5 separate regions of the Mus musculus genome follow, and regions 2, 3, 4 and 5 are each linked to region 1. A link is a contact called in public Hi-C, capture Hi-C and promoter capture Hi-C data. All regions are on one chromosome and are shown on one strand. The core of a region is the stretch at or near the end of the contact, and the rest is flanking DNA. Distances in the headings are between cores, read along the strand shown. Region 1 holds the start of 1700025N23Rik (RIKEN cDNA 1700025N23 gene). Region 2 holds the start of Dennd2a (DENN/MADD domain containing 2A). Region 3 holds the start of Klrg2 (killer cell lectin-like receptor subfamily G, member 2). Region 4 has its middle 33 kb from the start of Clec2l. Region 5 overlaps Slc37a3 (solute carrier family 37 (glycerol-3-phosphate transporter), member 3).

Region 1 (2,875 bases), core at 243-2,742:
GTGCGTGTGTGTGTGTGTGTGTGTGTGTGAGAGAGAGAGAGAGAGAGAGAGAGAGAGAGAGAGAGAGAGATCAGCATTCTTATTCATGTTTGTACACATGGAGGTCAGAGGTCAACATGAGGTAGCTGTCATTCTCTACCCACGATCCCCCCTTCTCCCCGAGACAGGGTTTGCCATCAGATCTAGATCATGCCATGTCAGCTAGACTGGCTTGTCAGTGTTTTCTGGAATCCTCCATCTCTGTCCCCATTCCTAGGGTACAGAGAAGGCTGCCATGCCTAGTTTTTATATGGGTGTTAGGGATCTGAACTTGGGTCTTTGAGCTTGTTCCGCAAGCACTTACACACTGAGCCATCTCGCCAGCTCCAGCAGATGCTATTTCTATTTTAAGCATGTTGAGTGAGCCTCCAGCCTTTTCTTCCAAGGACACTTGGGGAGGGGGAGGGGGAGGGGGCGTATTTTATCTCTTTGAAACAGGATTTCTCACTGAACCTGGAGCTTGCTAATTTGGTTAGACCAGCGGCCATCAAGACCCAGGTTTGCTCCTGTCTCTTGTTCACTGGTGTAGGGATGACAGAAGTGGTCCTCAACCTGTGGGTTGTGACCTCTTTGGGGATCCCAGGGGTCGCCTAAGACCATCTACATATCCGATATTTACATTACAATTCATAACATGTCATCACTACACTAAAAACAAAATGAGCCATGATTCTTTCAAAACAGCCAATTGCCCTGATGGAGCCGTAGTATTTGTCTCATCCTCTTTTGACGTATCATCCACACACTTTTCTTTATGACGGCCAGCGTGGGCGTGCCTCCCTCTGGGTCCCCAGGGATGTGTGTCCCTCTCTTCTCCCATCTCACCCACGTCCACTTGCTCACACCATGGCTGAACTGGGGAGCCGAGGAGAGCGATGAGCCAGTGTGCTTTCGTGCACCTCTTGTGCCTGGCTCAGGGCTCACAGCCTGGGTAAAGGAATGAATGGTTCCCCAAGCTGAATGAGAAGCTCTGTTCCCCACAAGCCTCTCCTCTACAACACCAGTGACGTCCCGTTGCCATGATCTGTTAGAAGTGTGGCTCCCCTTGTCACTCTGGATCTCTGGCACCACGCCCAGCAGCTGTCTAAGGTGTTCACGGTGAGAGCCCTGGTAGAAGGTGCTCAGAACACACTCCCAGCAAGACTCTGGGCTCACAGGTTTCCTCCCTGGCCTTCATTTTTCCTCCCCTGTATCATGAAGAAGTCAGATACAATGATTTCTATGGTCCCTTTCAGGAACTGGGGCGTCCCCATTTACCATCCGTTTGCTGCCCTCTGCTGGCAGCTCAGCTCAGGCCCTTTGTGTCCCGGAGATCCTGGACTTTTGTTGCCTGGCCTGGATCTAACTCAAATGAAGGGTGTGTTTCTTTTTACCTTGTGTGCTTACTTTTCCTATCCTGGGGTCACTCGAGGTTACAGGAAGGCTCTTGAGGGGCCCCATCACAGGTCACCAACAACCCCCCCCCCAGAGTGGGCCTGAGTGCCTACAAAGTCAGAACACTGGCCCATTGTGATGCTCACGGGTCACCTGAGTCAAAGTTTAGGGGCAGTGAAAGCCAGTGCAGAGAAAGAATAAATGAAGGTGTTGACTTTATAATGAAGGCATCAGTTAACCCAACCAGTGAGCTCCTCCTTTTAACAAATCCAGACAGGTTATAATCACATGAGCTTAGTTGGGAGCCAGCACCATTTATTTACCCATCAGAGAAACAGCTCCTACATCTAATTTATATATATATATATATATATATATATATATATATATATGCATAATACATACATATATACACACATACACACAATTCATGTTTTGTGTGTGTATGTGTGAGAGATGTGTGTGTGTGTGTGTGTGTGTGTGTGTGTAGAGGGAAAGGGAGAGAGAGAGTTCTATATTGTGGTATAGTCACCATGTCCCTTCCTCCCTACCTCTCTTTCTTCTTTTCTCTCACATTCTAGCATTTGTTAGGACTCCTGTGGTTGCAGATAGCAGGGTTCAAAGTGTCACTGACTTGGTCCACGAGTGGGAACCTGCCTGGAGCAGACAGGACCAAGAATTCTATGAGGCACCAGGAAATGATCTCTGCCCTTGGCCTCTGCCTCTCACTTTACATCTACTTTGTTTCTTTCTTGAACCAACTGGTATTTTGTGCTCACTAACCCACAAAGCAGAAGGCGGCCACCAACAGCTCATGATATACCCACTCTCAACTCCAGGCTCCTTTTTCTCTGTCCCAACCCAGTTTTCTACACTGGTCCCCTTGGACTAACTAGTCACGTCTTCCAGAGCTGACTACACAATTTGTAAGGCCTAAAGTGAAATGCAAACATGGGGCTCTTTACTGGAAAGGCAGGAGGACTGCTGAGCATTCGGGTGGAGCACGGCTCACTTTCCTCCAAGGTCTCTCGTTTGCCATGGTGCTGTTTCATTTCTACTCAGTCATCCTTAGTAAAGAAAAAAAATCACCTACATTTTCAATTATTTCCTTGAATTTTTCCACCCATCTTTATATCATACAAAGCCAGTTTCCAAAGTTGCGTGCAGAGCCACAGAAGTAGTGCAATTCATGTTTTGTGAAGTCAACAGCCAGAGGACACAAACAAACCAAACTGCTGAAGATGGAAAGCAAAAGAGGAAGTATCCCCAGAACCCCCAAACTTCTTCAGACCTGGGCTGAGAAAGCGCAGACCTTCACGGGTGCCCTGAACCCCAGTCCCAAGCCTGACTGCAGGTGGGGTCTGGGAAAGTCAGTCCAGCTGTCTCCCCTTCCCACAGTCCCCACAGCAGAGCACTACTTCCAGGAGTCTTGGATCTGTGCACCCTCTGGCCAGTCCCACCA
Region 2 (2,875 bases), core at 246-2,745, 490 kb after region 1:
GTTCAATTCCTAGCACTCACATAGCAGCCCACAACTGTGTGTAACTAACTCCAGTCCTAGAGGATAGGCACTAGAGCGGCCGTGGGCACTGCATGAACATGGTGTACAGACATACATTCAGGGAAACTCATAAAGATATAGTACATTTAAAAAAATTAATTCAAAATCAAGTTCAAGGTCTGTCTAAGCTACCTGAGACCCTGCCTCAAACAAACAAGTCCCTGAACTGAGCCTGCCTGCCTACCAGTAATCCTGAATTTAGAGAGTTAAGACAAAAGGGAGGACTTTAAGTTTGAGGCCAGCCTGGGTCACATACTGAGACCCTGTCTCAAATAAATAAACTGTCTGTTTCTGTTTGCCTTCTGCTTCCTCTCTGAATCTCCAACTCTCTCCTCTGTGGTCCATTCCCTAAAGAGCCTATTCAACTCTTCAGGTGTTTGGTACTGAAGGAGAAAGGCTTTTCTATAGTAACCACAGCAGGTGCAAGTGTTTCATAACAAATTACTGTAAAGTGCCTATTATAACACTATTACCACACTCCACAATTACCTGTCTTTTGGGGAGCTATAGTCACAACCCTGAAAGCCATCAGAGCACCCGGCCAGAAGTCAGCCTGCTCCTTCCTCAGCAGGCTGGTTAAATTAGGGTCCCAGCTCTCTCCTTGTTCCAATCCAGGGCCAAAGGAAGGCACTCCTTAGCTTCCTGTGTCTGCCCCTCACTACAGGATTCCGGGCGCTGAGCTCCCTCTGGCTCAGTGGTCTGACTCCATATCACAGTGACTCTCCTGCACAGGACTATATCCTGTGTGGTTAAGAGACTTACCCTGGGCTCCATCTACTCCCAACTCCATCCTTGGGGAGGAAAGTGGGAGAAGTAAACTTCAACGTACCCCACTTTCCACCACGACAAATCCCGACTAGAGCCGCCTGGACTCCCCCACCCCAGCGTACACACTCGGTCTCACACGCGCGTACTCACTCACAGCCGCCCGGGAGCTCCGGCACAGCGCAGGGCCGGGCTCTGCCCAGTTTCTGCAAGTTTCTTCGGCCCTGAAGTTAGCCCGACCCGGGAAAGAGCTGTGGATCGCTTCCTGCGCGGGTCCCCAGGGCCCCGCTGAAGCGTCCCCAGCGCCGCCTGCGAGGAGCCCCGGCTTGCGCCTGCAGTCTCCTCGTCGCCCCCGCGCGTACCCTCCCGGGTCTCCCCCGAGGTCGCCCGCACTCCGGCGCCCAGCCCTACCTCTCTACGGGCGTCGGCTCCGCGGGTTCTGGGGCGCAACTCGCGGTCGCCCGGGGCAGGGGCGGCGGGGGCCTGGGGCGCCATGGCCCGCTGCCCTCCGCGCCTTTGTCCGCGCGGCCTCCCCCGGCCGCCGCGAGCCCCTCGGGTCCCCGCCGCGCGCGCTCCCGTCCGGTCCCCGCCGCCTCCGGCCTCGGAGGCGTGCTGCGTCTCCTCTGGCCTCCCGCGCGCGCGGCCCCTTCCTCTGCCCTGGGCTGCGCCGCGACCGTCTGCAGTGACGCGCGCCCCCTCCTCCCGACCCATCCCGCGGCTCCAGTGAGCTAATCCGCAGCTGGCGGGCGCCCGGCCGGTTGCCACAGCAACCACTCTCCCAGGGCCCGCCGCCGAGGGGAGCCACGGTAAACAGGACCTTCTGCCGCACTCACTCGCCCCCTCGCCTTTCGAGGGGTGGGGGAGACGGTGGCTTAACCTTTTCTGTGCTGAAGATCGCCGAACCGGTTCTCTGCTACCCCGACTGAGGTCCATTCTTGAGATGCGCTTAGCCAGGGGCCGAGAACCAGATTTAGACAGCACCAAAGCCGTAGCCACACTCCCTGCCCTTGCTTTGTTTCTGAGCAGTTAGGGTGGACGCCTCAGGCAGAATTGGGCTCCACATTTGCCCCCAAGCAACTGACAGTCATGAGATAGGCCTTCGAGGCCCAGTTTGCCCATAAGCAACAACTCACAGTCATGAGACAAGCTATTTGGACCCAAGGGTCCATATTTGCCCCTAAGCAACTCAGGAGCCTGGGCCATAAGGATCCAGGGGCCCACCTCCCTACAGAAGGGTACAGAATGGGTCCCAAGCCCTGGTCAGGAAAAGTGATCAGAGAACTGGCTTTCTACAGCACACCGGTCCCACGGTCCCACGGTTCCACGGTCCCACGGTCCCACGTACACAGGGTGCAGTCAAAGCACTCACACAGGAGGTTTTTAAGACAGTAGGATTGCCAAATTGGGGGGCTGGTGAGATGGCTCAGTGGGTAAGAGCACCCGACTGCTCTTCCAAAGGTCCAGAGTTCAAATCCCAGCAACCACATGGTGGCTCACAACCATCCGTAATGAGATCTGACTCCCTCTTCTGGAGTGTCTGAAGACAGCTACAGTGTACTTACATATAATAAATAAATAAATCTTAAAAAAAAAAAAAAAAAAAGGATTGCCAAATTGGAGTCCACTTGAAAATGCTGTGGGGGCCTTAAGGGAGCCAACACAGGCTGGGGCATTCTCTGGGGCTTTGGTGACCAGCGATAGTGAATCAGTTATAGAAGGTGGAGAAACAGGGCAAGAAAAGACAGCCTGAAAAGAGGGAAGAGTGTGACTGGTGTTGTGGGGGTGTCACATTATGGTATTTGGGGGACCCTTAAGTGGGAGGGAATAAGGATCGATGGGTAGGCCTGGAGGGATTCAAGTGGCCTGGGCAGAATTTGAATATTATGCTAAAGGCAAAGGGGTCCAAGCAGAGAAACACCAGATGCTAAGTGCTCAGGCCTGACAGTGACAATTTATCTGCCCTGAGGGTAGGTGCCAGCCAGTCTCCTTCCTGGCTATTAGAGACCTTCAAGAGTAGCCTAATGGCCTAAAGCTTAGGTTGGGGTGGCCA
Region 3 (2,875 bases), core at 260-2,759, 430 kb before region 1:
ATTGTAGGCAAATCTGTAGGGCATTTTCTTAATTACTACGGGCGGGTGCAGGTGGGGTGGGTGGTACAAGAAAGAAAGCCGAGCAGAAAGCCAGTAAACAGCTTTCCTCCGTGGTTTTGCTACTGTTCCCCTGTTCCCGCCTCCAGGTTCCTGCTTTGGCTTCCCATGATGATAAACTATAACCTGTAAGGCAAATACAACCTTTCCTCCCCAAGTTGTTTTTGGTCAGCATTTTATCACAGTAAGAAAAAGTAAACCAACACAGGGGCTTTCTGCACTGCTAGACTTGCCTCTCCTTCACACGCAAAGCAAAACACATGCCATCTGGCGCGGGGCCAGCTCAGCGTGTGTGCTGATGGGTGACCCTCCTGAAGGCGGAAAGGAGCCCAGCCCTTGGAAGTGTACCCAGGCCACCACTGCCACGTGATTCTGAATCATCTCCCCTCACCTTACCCAGAGTTCTACTTCTCCAAGATGCTGCGCACACTAAGAAGGAAGGAAAGTTTCCGGGAGGAGGGCTAGGGGCAGGATCCTGGGTTGATTCTTATTAATTCTGAGACAGAAGCAGGATGGATTTGGGGGCAGCCAGATTGGCTTCTGGTTAGTCTAGTTCAGGGACCGGGCACGAGCACTTTTGAGCACTCACCTATGAGCGTGATGGCCCGCGGCAGTTTCTTGCCATCTATGCCTGCGCGCTGCAGCAGCGCGTCATCTTCTTTGGTCAGTCCGGGCTCGCGGCAGCGGCAGCGGCAGGCGGGCGAGCCCGGGGGGACCATGCAACCCTCAGCGGGGCTGACAGACTCGGTGGCGTTCGCGGCAAGCGGCGATCCTCGGCTCCACGTGGAGCCTGGTGACGGGGCGCGGGGCAGCCACTGGAGCGTGGGAGCGGAGCGGCGGGCGAAGGCTGGCGATTCGGGCACTGGCACGGTGAGAAAGCGCGTGGACGGCGCAGGCGAGGGCGCGCGACTAGCCCCAGCCGCGCCCACGGGCTTCACGCGCACGTCCACCTGCAGCTCCACGGGCGCCCAGGACGCGGGTGCGGGCTCTCCTGACGCCGTCCAGGGCTCCAGCTCCGCCTCTCCATCCCGGGGCTGCTCGGCCCACGAGGGGCTCGGAGACGGCAGCTCGCGGCTGCACGAGCCCAGGCGGCGGAAGGCGCCGTAGCCCAGACTGAGCGGCGGTACGCGAGGGGAACCGGACAGGGCTGGAGACGGAGACTTCTCCGGGAGCTCCTGGGGCTGCGCGTCCGGCTCCTCCCACCCGGTCCGCTCCGGCCTCGGGCTGTCTTCGGAGGCCCTGGGTTGGGGCGCCTCCGCCGGGACCTGCGGCGGCTCCATTCCCGAGCTTTCCGAGGGCTCCTCTGGGGACCCGGTCTCACCCTGGCCTCCTCTAGACGCTTCCCGGGTCCGCTCCGTCCTCCGCGCCGACTCGAGACTCGCCGTGCGAGCGTCGCGTTCTAGGCTGGGTCCCCAGAAGTTTCGGGTCGTTCACGTTGTCAACTAACAGCTTCACTAGAGGACCCTGTGTGATTGGCTGTGGCTATGGATTGGCCACACCCTCGGAACTCCAGCCTGGCCTTTCCGTGGCACCGGTTGCTGGGAGGACCCGGTTGAGCGAGTCACAGAGTGGGCGGTGGCTCTTAAGGCAGCACTGGGAACCCAGAGACTGGCAGATTCCTTCCTCTCCTTCATCCCGAGCCCCACCCGTTACCCCTGCTGGCTCTGTGCTGCGGGTGGATTCAGTTGTAGACTGAGTGGGAAGGGATTGGCTAAATCTGCGTGGATAAGGACTTCAGACATATCAGAACAAGGAAAAGTGATGGCGACAGGGTCACCGGTTGTGGTTTGGAAGCGAGTGAAAGGTTGAAGTCCTGATTCCAACTCTGGGAGCTTGACTACTTGTAGACTTAACACGGAGAACGAGGAATGAGCCAGACGCTTTGGTCCATGCCTGTAATCCCATCACTCTGGCAGCAGAGACATCTCTGTGAGTTTGAGGCCAGCCTGGTCTACATAGCAAGTTCAGACCAGCCTGAGTTTATAGTGAAACAAACAAAAATAAAAACGAAATAAAAAAATCAAGGAGAGAATGCTCATTTCCCCATGAAGTGTCATGTGCTCTACCAGCTTAGTGAGGTAGCATGATGGTTCGAAGACAGCTTTGTGGAGAGCTTTGTGGATTTTTCTGTTTGTCTTGATTTTTGTTGTTGTTGTTGTATTTTATTTTGTTTTGCCGTTTTGGTTTCATTTTGTTTTTTGAGACAATCTCTCTAGGTAGTCCTGGTTGTCTTAGAACTCGCTATGTAGATCAGGCTGTCCTGGAACTCACGGAGTTAAAAGCATGCTGAGATTAAAGGCATGCACCACTACACTTGGCTTGAATACAATTTTTGTTATTATAGACTTACTTGTAGTGTTGACATGTATGTAGCATATGCCTGCTTTTTGAAGCTCAGCTATTTTGAACCTCGAGTTGCAGGCATTTGTGAACTGCTGGATGTCGGTGTTGAGATTTGAACTTGATTTCTGATGATAGGGCAGCAAGTTCTTATTGACAAACATCTCTCCAGTTCCTAAATAGCCTTTTAAAATACAGATTTGTTAAGGTCCCTTCCGAACTTCCTGAGTCTGAAGAGGCATGAGGCCACTACTGTTTTTAACCAGTACTCCAGGGTAGGGCTAGCAGATAAAAGAGGTAGTTTAAAGCAGAGGCAGTTGAGTTTGAGGTCAGCCTGGTCTACAGAGCAAGTTCCAGGACACCTGGGACTGCACAGAGAAACCCTGTCTTGAAAAACAACAGCTCGCCGGGCATGGTGGTGGACGCCTTTAATCCCAGCACTTGGGAGACAGAGGCAGGCGGATCTCTGAGTTTGAGG
Region 4 (2,875 bases), core at 156-2,655, 370 kb before region 1:
GATGCACCAGGGACACATGGTCTAGTAAGGACTAAGTGGCCCTCCTTCCACTGAGAGGATAGTCCCAAGGGCAGCAGCCTTTCTTCCATCTTCTTTGTAAAGGGATGCAGTGCTGAGCACCTCAGTGGGAACTTAGTGAGGATGCTAACTAGCTGGGATTCTGTGTTACTCCTGATGCATCAGCTCTGAATATGGGACTTGAGATCAAGGGAGGGGTGGTTGTGGGATGAGGTTTGCAGAGTGGCTGCCTTCTGTTTGGGGAAGCTATTGCTCCAATCCTTTCTTCACTGGGGGTCTGGTTGTTTCTGCCTGGTAGTGGGGTAAACACACACACACATCACAGTGCAGGCAGGGCACAGCCACAGCTCAGAAGCAGGGTGGTCTAAAAGGTCCCATGTGCACTTCACTTGCCAGTGATTTAGAAGAGGTCCTTCCCATGAGACTGTCTCGTGTCCTGTTCCTTACCTGGCTCCCTACAATTGGGAGCTGGGAGGATTTGCCTGGGGAAGAGCAGACGAGGGAACTCTCTCACAGGAACACTGTGCCCATCACCCTCACTGTACCTAATGGCCTCCAGGTGGGACCACTGTCTCTGCATTGAGGGAGATAAGCCACACTCCAAGTTTGTTAATGGGAATAGTGAAGGGACGGGGTGGGGGTTAGTGGAAGCTTTGATGCTACACGTCAGATGCGAGGCAGGTTAAAATCTGGTCAGTAGTTCACACCTGGAGGAGAGCACAGAGGATGTGAGAGAAGCTGCCAAAGGGTCCAAAAGACACAGCACCGACAGCGGCTTTGTACACAGCCGGGCCGTGCGGAGGGGAAGGCGCCAGGGTATCCAAGTCTCTGCTCTGTGGTAGGGCAGGTCTTTCTTGCAGCTCTTTGAGGGACAGAGCTGATAGAAACAGTTTTTCCTAGTTCCTGGGCCTTTTCTTATTTTATTTATTTATTTTCTTTTTCCTTTCCTTTCCTCTGACAAGATCAGGCATCTAATCTATATGTCCCTCCAGTCTACTCATATACACACAGCAAGAATAAAATAAATTTAAATATTATGAAGAAAACACAAAGATACCTGGAATAAATGTATACTTCAAACCCTGACTAAAATAGCAACAAGGTGATAATAATCATAATTACAGTGGCAATAATACAAACAGTCAGTACAATACTAACTTTATGAGCAGCAAGGAACACTCATTCCTGGTCTGGAAGAGAAAGGGAAGGACATGTGGAAGAGGGAGAAGCTTCAGCACAAGCAGACAGGAGGAGATGAAGGGCAAGCTCGGCCCAGCAGCTCCAGAGAGTGCTGGCCTTCCAGGTGTTGCCCATGGCAGGGCAAGCCAGGCCCACTGTCAGCTGCGACTTAGTATGGTGACTTAGTACGAGACAGTCCCATGGGAAATGCTGCCATCTAGCGGCTAGAGACTTCTGTGACAGAATTCCATGCTGCAGAGGCTCTGGGAGCCTCTGGCTCAGGGGCTCCAAAGGCTTTGCTCCGTATCCCTCTCCGAATGGATGGCTTTCCTGCTCTCTCACTTCCAGCCAGAGCTGGTCTCGGAATAATATGGTTCTGACCAGGAAGAGAAAAATGGAGCACCCTACCACAGGCCAGCATCATCCAGTCCACTCCCAGTGAGCCCTCGGCTGAAGTGGGTCACACCATGCCCAAGTCTAGCATATCTTCTTTTTGGCCCAGGGTGCACTGAGACACATCCAGTTTAGGGACTTTGTAAGAATTAATGGTTGGGCAAGTTTCCAGAGTTTTTCACAGCTAAAAGCTAAGTAAGCTTCGTTACTGAAGGAGGACAGCTATCATGAGGAGAGCCTTTCACAGTAGATTGAACAGGGCCAAAGAGGGAGGAAAGGGAGGGGGGCTGGAGGATGCTGGACTGCTGACCAGAGGCCTCTTTGTACCTGATGATGTGGATGAAGGGCCAGCTAGGACTCACATCAGGATCAAACAATTCACCCCGTCCTGGACCTGACAAGTCTCTAACATCAACGGCTCCAGAGTTTCTCGGTAGGACAGAGAACTCCTACCCACTCACTCCACTGTTCAAGGCTGGAGAAAGTATGCGGAATGCAACAAAGGTGCACAGGCTCAGGGTGGATTTCTTTGGAGCCTTAGTTGTCCATGGCGGTGTTTTCTCAGTGCAATGGATCTCTGGCCACCCCACTAGTGCCCCTCCAGCCCTCAGCTCATTCTCTCTCTCACAGGCAGAGATCAAACTGTCTAGGGAGAGCTAGGTTAATTTCAGGACAGAAGTGACAGCAGACTTACCAGTGGGTCTGCAGGGGGAGAGAGCTGGCCAAACTAGGAGCCTGCCTAGCTCCTGAGCTGGTGGAGAGAGATGTGGGTGTGTCTGAGACTACCAGGCTTCGTGCAGGAGGGAGGGACTGGGGAGGTAACATCTCCTGCCCTCTCCCTGTAAGGCTCTAAGAAGGAGGTGGTGGGCTTGGCGGCTGAGGCAGCTGCCTGGCAAAGCTGCCATTCCTAAGACTCCCTAGCGCCATCCATGGCACAGCTAGGGCAGGGTGAGGAGTCTCTCTGGATCTCCGCTCTCAAAGTAAAACTCACCGAAAGAGCCAGCTGTCACCAGTGTGCCTCACCATACGGCGCCCACGTCCCTTGTGAGATCCATGAGTCTCCCCTTTTCATTATGCGAGCTTCTCTGAAATCCTTCTGCTCACAAAGAGCCCAGGAAAGACAATCCACGTGACATTAAAACAATGAAAAAAACATAAAGACCCAAGTAAAATATTACAACAGCTTACACAAGAGCTGAGAACATCTGACCAGCCCCGACCAGTTTCTTGGAATACCAGTGGAAGTAAACCCTTTGCCATGTCTCTGTCTGTCAGTCGTTAAGGC
Region 5 (2,875 bases), core at 196-2,695, 280 kb after region 1:
TTGCCCTTCCTCTGGTACCTGACAATCTACACACTAAGGTGCTATGTTTGCTTCCTTGGCTGGAGATAGCGGGACAGTGGGAGGAAGCCAAAATGAACACATTCCTACTCCATCTTGAATCTCTCACAAAATCAGCTTCAAAGCCAAGCCATCCCTGAAAGCACACAAAGGCGCTGCATTTAAAGAGATTTCCAAGTGTTCCCAGGACAAAAGAGCTGATCCATCACCCGCAGACTAAGAGAAGACAGCCCCTATAAACCACAGCCTGTCAGTCTCAAGCTGGCCCTCTTCCTTTGGACTTTTTGTTCTCACAGAAGCTGCGTGTTTACTGGTAGGACGGGTTGGGAAAGACGGCTGTGGAGCAAGCAATAAAACTTCAAATGAGATTTCCTAACTCTGAAAGATGGCAGGCGACTAACCACGCGGAAGGAGAGGCACACATGCGTACCTATGATACCTCCGACGTCGTACCAAATGGACAGCTTGTCAGCTTCGGCTTCCTTCCACCCGAAGTTGTTACTCAGATAAAAGGGCAGCCAGAAGAAGAAGGAGTAGTTCACTAGCTTCAGGCAGGCGTAGGCCAGTGAGTACTGCAGGAGAAACCACAACTGTCAACAAGCAGCATACAGCACAGCATGGGGTCCTCCCTGACCTTACCCAGAAGCCCTCTTTCTTTACTTCTACTGGTTTCCAAAAAAAGAAAGGAGGAAGGAAGGAAGGAAGGAAGGAAGGAAGGAAGGAAGGAAGGAAGGAAGGAAGGAAGGAAGGAAGGAAGGAATTATGCACAGCTTTTTCTTAACTACCCCCAGTTTCTTCTTCTATCATTTCTCTGGTAAAAGCAAGGCAGTGTTTGAAACCCAGAAAGCAGTACACACTGTACCCACGTTTCTTTATTTAGACAAAAGGTCCCTGGTGTTCATGCTTCCAACCACCATCAGCCACAGGCAAATTGGCCTAGCAAACCTCAGCTCATCTTGCTGGCAGCCAGGCTTTCTTGGTTCTCTCCCCGCAAATTTAATTCTGCAAACTACGGAGAGTTAATGACTCAGTCACAGACAGAAAGACATCTACCTGTGGACCACATCCCACAGAAAAGAGCCTTTCTGGAGGGCCAAAAAGAAAGAGCTATGGTTTCCACTGGCCTCTGGCTCTCTTCTGAAAGAGCTGCCTTAAGTGGGTGATGGCTGAGACTCCTGTACTCAACACATACATTATTACCAGGAAACCCTGACTATTAGCATCAAAGGGAAGGCAGAGGAAGAGGGCGGACTTCAAAGAGTGTCTGGCTAGAACTCCTGCACCCCACCCCCACCCCCACCCCAGTGCCAGTGATTTCCCAGGTGCCACTTGTTTTAAAAGTGCTTCCCTGGCAGGCAGGGTAGCAGACACCCCGTAGAGAGCCAAATCCTGACCACCACAGCTCTCAGCCCAGAAGCCTGCTACAAAGACAAAGGCTTAGCTAGACTTCCTCTCCACCCTGCCAGTGCCAGAGAACAATGGCTTAGGAGTACAAAGGAGCCAGCAAGTAAGTTTCTTGTTTAGCCACAACAAACTGAAGTTCTGTCTCTACCAAAACAACTGCTGGTATAATATTTTTATAACCGAAAGGCACTATGTTCATAAGAACAGGACTACAAGGGCCTAAAGGAACCAGAGTTTCCCTATCTCTATCTCTATTTCCCTATTCCCTAGCTCTAAGAATTAGAGAGTGTTACACTTGACTGACTGCCTGTTCGTAGGGTTAGTTTTTTAGCAGAGAGGCAGAGGGCAGAAGAGAGCTGGGAGGGACAGAGTAGGATGGCTGCAGACTTGCATCATGAAATCAGATGCTTTGTGAACTATACAATGAGCCAGGCAAGATGGGTGCCATCTCCATTCCCTGGCACTGAGACACAAGGATGGGTTGGGAGACTTATCCAAGTCTCACAGAAAGTTACTGGGCAAGCTGCAAACACAACCTAGGCCTCTTAACTTCCACTCCAGTGATAGGACCCCCAAAACATGAAGACAGACAGACTGCAGCAGCAGGAGGGGCTCCGCTCAGACAGAGTTGACCTGGACTGCAAAGGTTGTGGAAATGCTGGGATAAATTACCAAGAAATCCTTGTGTACTCTGTCCTAGGACTGGGCAACTCCCTACTCCCCAGAATGATCAGAATTCACAAATAGGCAGATGATGAACCATTCAAAACCCCTCTTGGTCCAGGTAAATCTGAGAGATCAAAATATTTAAAAACTTGTTAACTGTGCCTTGGCAGTTGCATGATGGATCAGCATCAGCATGTTCACGAGTCACGTCTGGACATGCCCGCCCAACCCCTGTTGTCTGAAGCTTCTATATGTGACAGGGTTTCCATGGCTACCAGGGAAGCTGACAGATGCTACACAACCACCTAGGACTGCATCAGTAGACAGTAGAAGGCAGCGTGCTCCCCACCCAGCACAGCACTGAAGGTACCACACCCGGCCAGCTGTGGAAGGAGACCAGGGAGTCCTTACCGGGATGACCCCAGGAAGGCAGCAAGCCTGATGAAAGCTTATGGCCTTCACTTGGACGACAGCCCTGTCCTCCTGGATCGAATAGTTAGGCTCATAGTCATCTTCATTTTCAGCACCATCGATGAGTGGCCTCTGTGAATCTTCTTCCGAGCTCTCCTCTGCCCCGATACTCGGGAGACCTAGGAGAGTATTAACAGCGGCCCTGTACAGACACAGCCTGTGTGCCTGGCCTTCCGAGGCTCTGCACACATCACCACTCACAATGTTGATACTGTCCTTATTTTCATCTTGTAGGAGACCAAGGCCAACTATAGCCGACTGAGGCTACCAAGCCCATTCAGTCAGGACGAGCTGCACGCTTCTCAGCTCCTGAGGC

The links. A called contact is a pair of places that touch in the nucleus more often than the background predicts. Capture Hi-C pulls out chosen DNA fragments and counts their contacts.
Region 2: a promoter capture Hi-C map of liver shows a contact between it and region 1, with 3 times the contacts expected there. The contact joins the promoter of Dennd2a here to the promoter of 1700025N23Rik in region 1.
Region 3: a capture Hi-C map of embryonic stem cells shows a contact between it and region 1, with 5 times the contacts expected there. The contact joins the promoter of Klrg2 here to the promoter of 1700025N23Rik in region 1. A contact is called at or near these places in 12 of 39 promoter capture datasets (the 3T3-L1 cell line, 3T3-L1-derived adipocytes, the C10 cell line and 8 more), 3 of 15 datasets of contacts at CTCF or cohesin (the NIH/3T3 cell line and large pre-B cells), 38 of 484 Hi-C or Micro-C datasets (the AML12 cell line, B cells, the C2C12 cell line and 23 more), 7 of 115 datasets of contacts at active chromatin or transcription factors (acute myeloid leukemia, bone marrow-derived macrophages, embryonic forebrain and 4 more) and 2 of 9 other capture datasets (embryonic stem cells and macrophages).
Region 4: a contact with region 1 is called in a Hi-C map of cerebral cortex, with 4 times the contacts expected there. The contact joins the enhancer-like site here to the promoter of 1700025N23Rik in region 1. A contact is called at or near these places in 3 of 15 datasets of contacts at CTCF or cohesin (the NIH/3T3 cell line and stem cell-derived epiblast-like cells), 4 of 484 Hi-C or Micro-C datasets (bone marrow-derived macrophages, cerebral cortex, cortical neurons and 1 more) and 2 of 115 datasets of contacts at active chromatin or transcription factors (embryonic stem cells and microglia).
Region 5: a Hi-C map of reprogramming fibroblasts shows a contact between it and region 1, with 3 times the contacts expected there. The contact joins the enhancer-like site here to the promoter of 1700025N23Rik in region 1. A contact is called at or near these places in 3 of 15 datasets of contacts at CTCF or cohesin (the NIH/3T3 cell line and large pre-B cells), 17 of 484 Hi-C or Micro-C datasets (CD4 T cells, the G1E-ER4 cell line, the N1E-115 cell line and 11 more) and 1 of 9 other capture datasets (adipose tissue).

Annotation. Positions count from the first base shown.
Region 1 is chr6:39,066,094-39,068,968 of GRCm38.p6, forward strand. It overlaps 1700025N23Rik (RIKEN cDNA 1700025N23 gene), which reads right to left and starts at 1,493. Exons shown (of 4, transcript NR_040523.1): 1 at 1,413-1,493. The region is part of intron 9 of Tbxas1 (thromboxane A synthase 1, platelet); the gene reads left to right.
Region 2 is chr6:39,556,339-39,559,213 of GRCm38.p6, forward strand. Dennd2a (DENN/MADD domain containing 2A) reads right to left here and starts at 1,496. Exons shown (of 19, transcript NM_172477.4): 1 at 1,237-1,496.
Region 3 is chr6:38,635,730-38,638,604 of GRCm38.p6, forward strand. It overlaps Klrg2 (killer cell lectin-like receptor subfamily G, member 2), which reads right to left and starts at 1,510. Exons shown (of 5, transcript NM_001033171.2): 1 at 647-1,510. The coding sequence starts at 1,337.
Region 4 is chr6:38,694,171-38,697,045 of GRCm38.p6, forward strand. It overlaps a transcript of Hipk2 not described here. Among named protein-coding and RNA genes, the nearest start is that of Clec2l, 33 kb to the left of the region's middle. Within about 2 kb of position 1,406, at least 17 of the 459 cell types and tissues checked have an H3K27ac peak or open chromatin away from gene starts, as enhancers often do. A contact at or near this core is called in cerebral cortex, where this site is marked.
Region 5 is chr6:39,346,841-39,349,715 of GRCm38.p6, forward strand. Slc37a3 (solute carrier family 37 (glycerol-3-phosphate transporter), member 3) reads right to left here. Exons shown (of 15, transcript NM_028123.3): 9 at 2,500-2,678; 10 at 449-590. Among named protein-coding and RNA genes, the nearest start is that of Slc37a3, 29 kb to the right of the region's middle. Within about 2 kb of position 1,446, at least 101 of the 459 cell types and tissues checked have an H3K27ac peak or open chromatin away from gene starts, as enhancers often do. A contact at or near this core is called in adipose tissue, embryonic stem cells, reprogramming fibroblasts and 2 more, where this site is marked.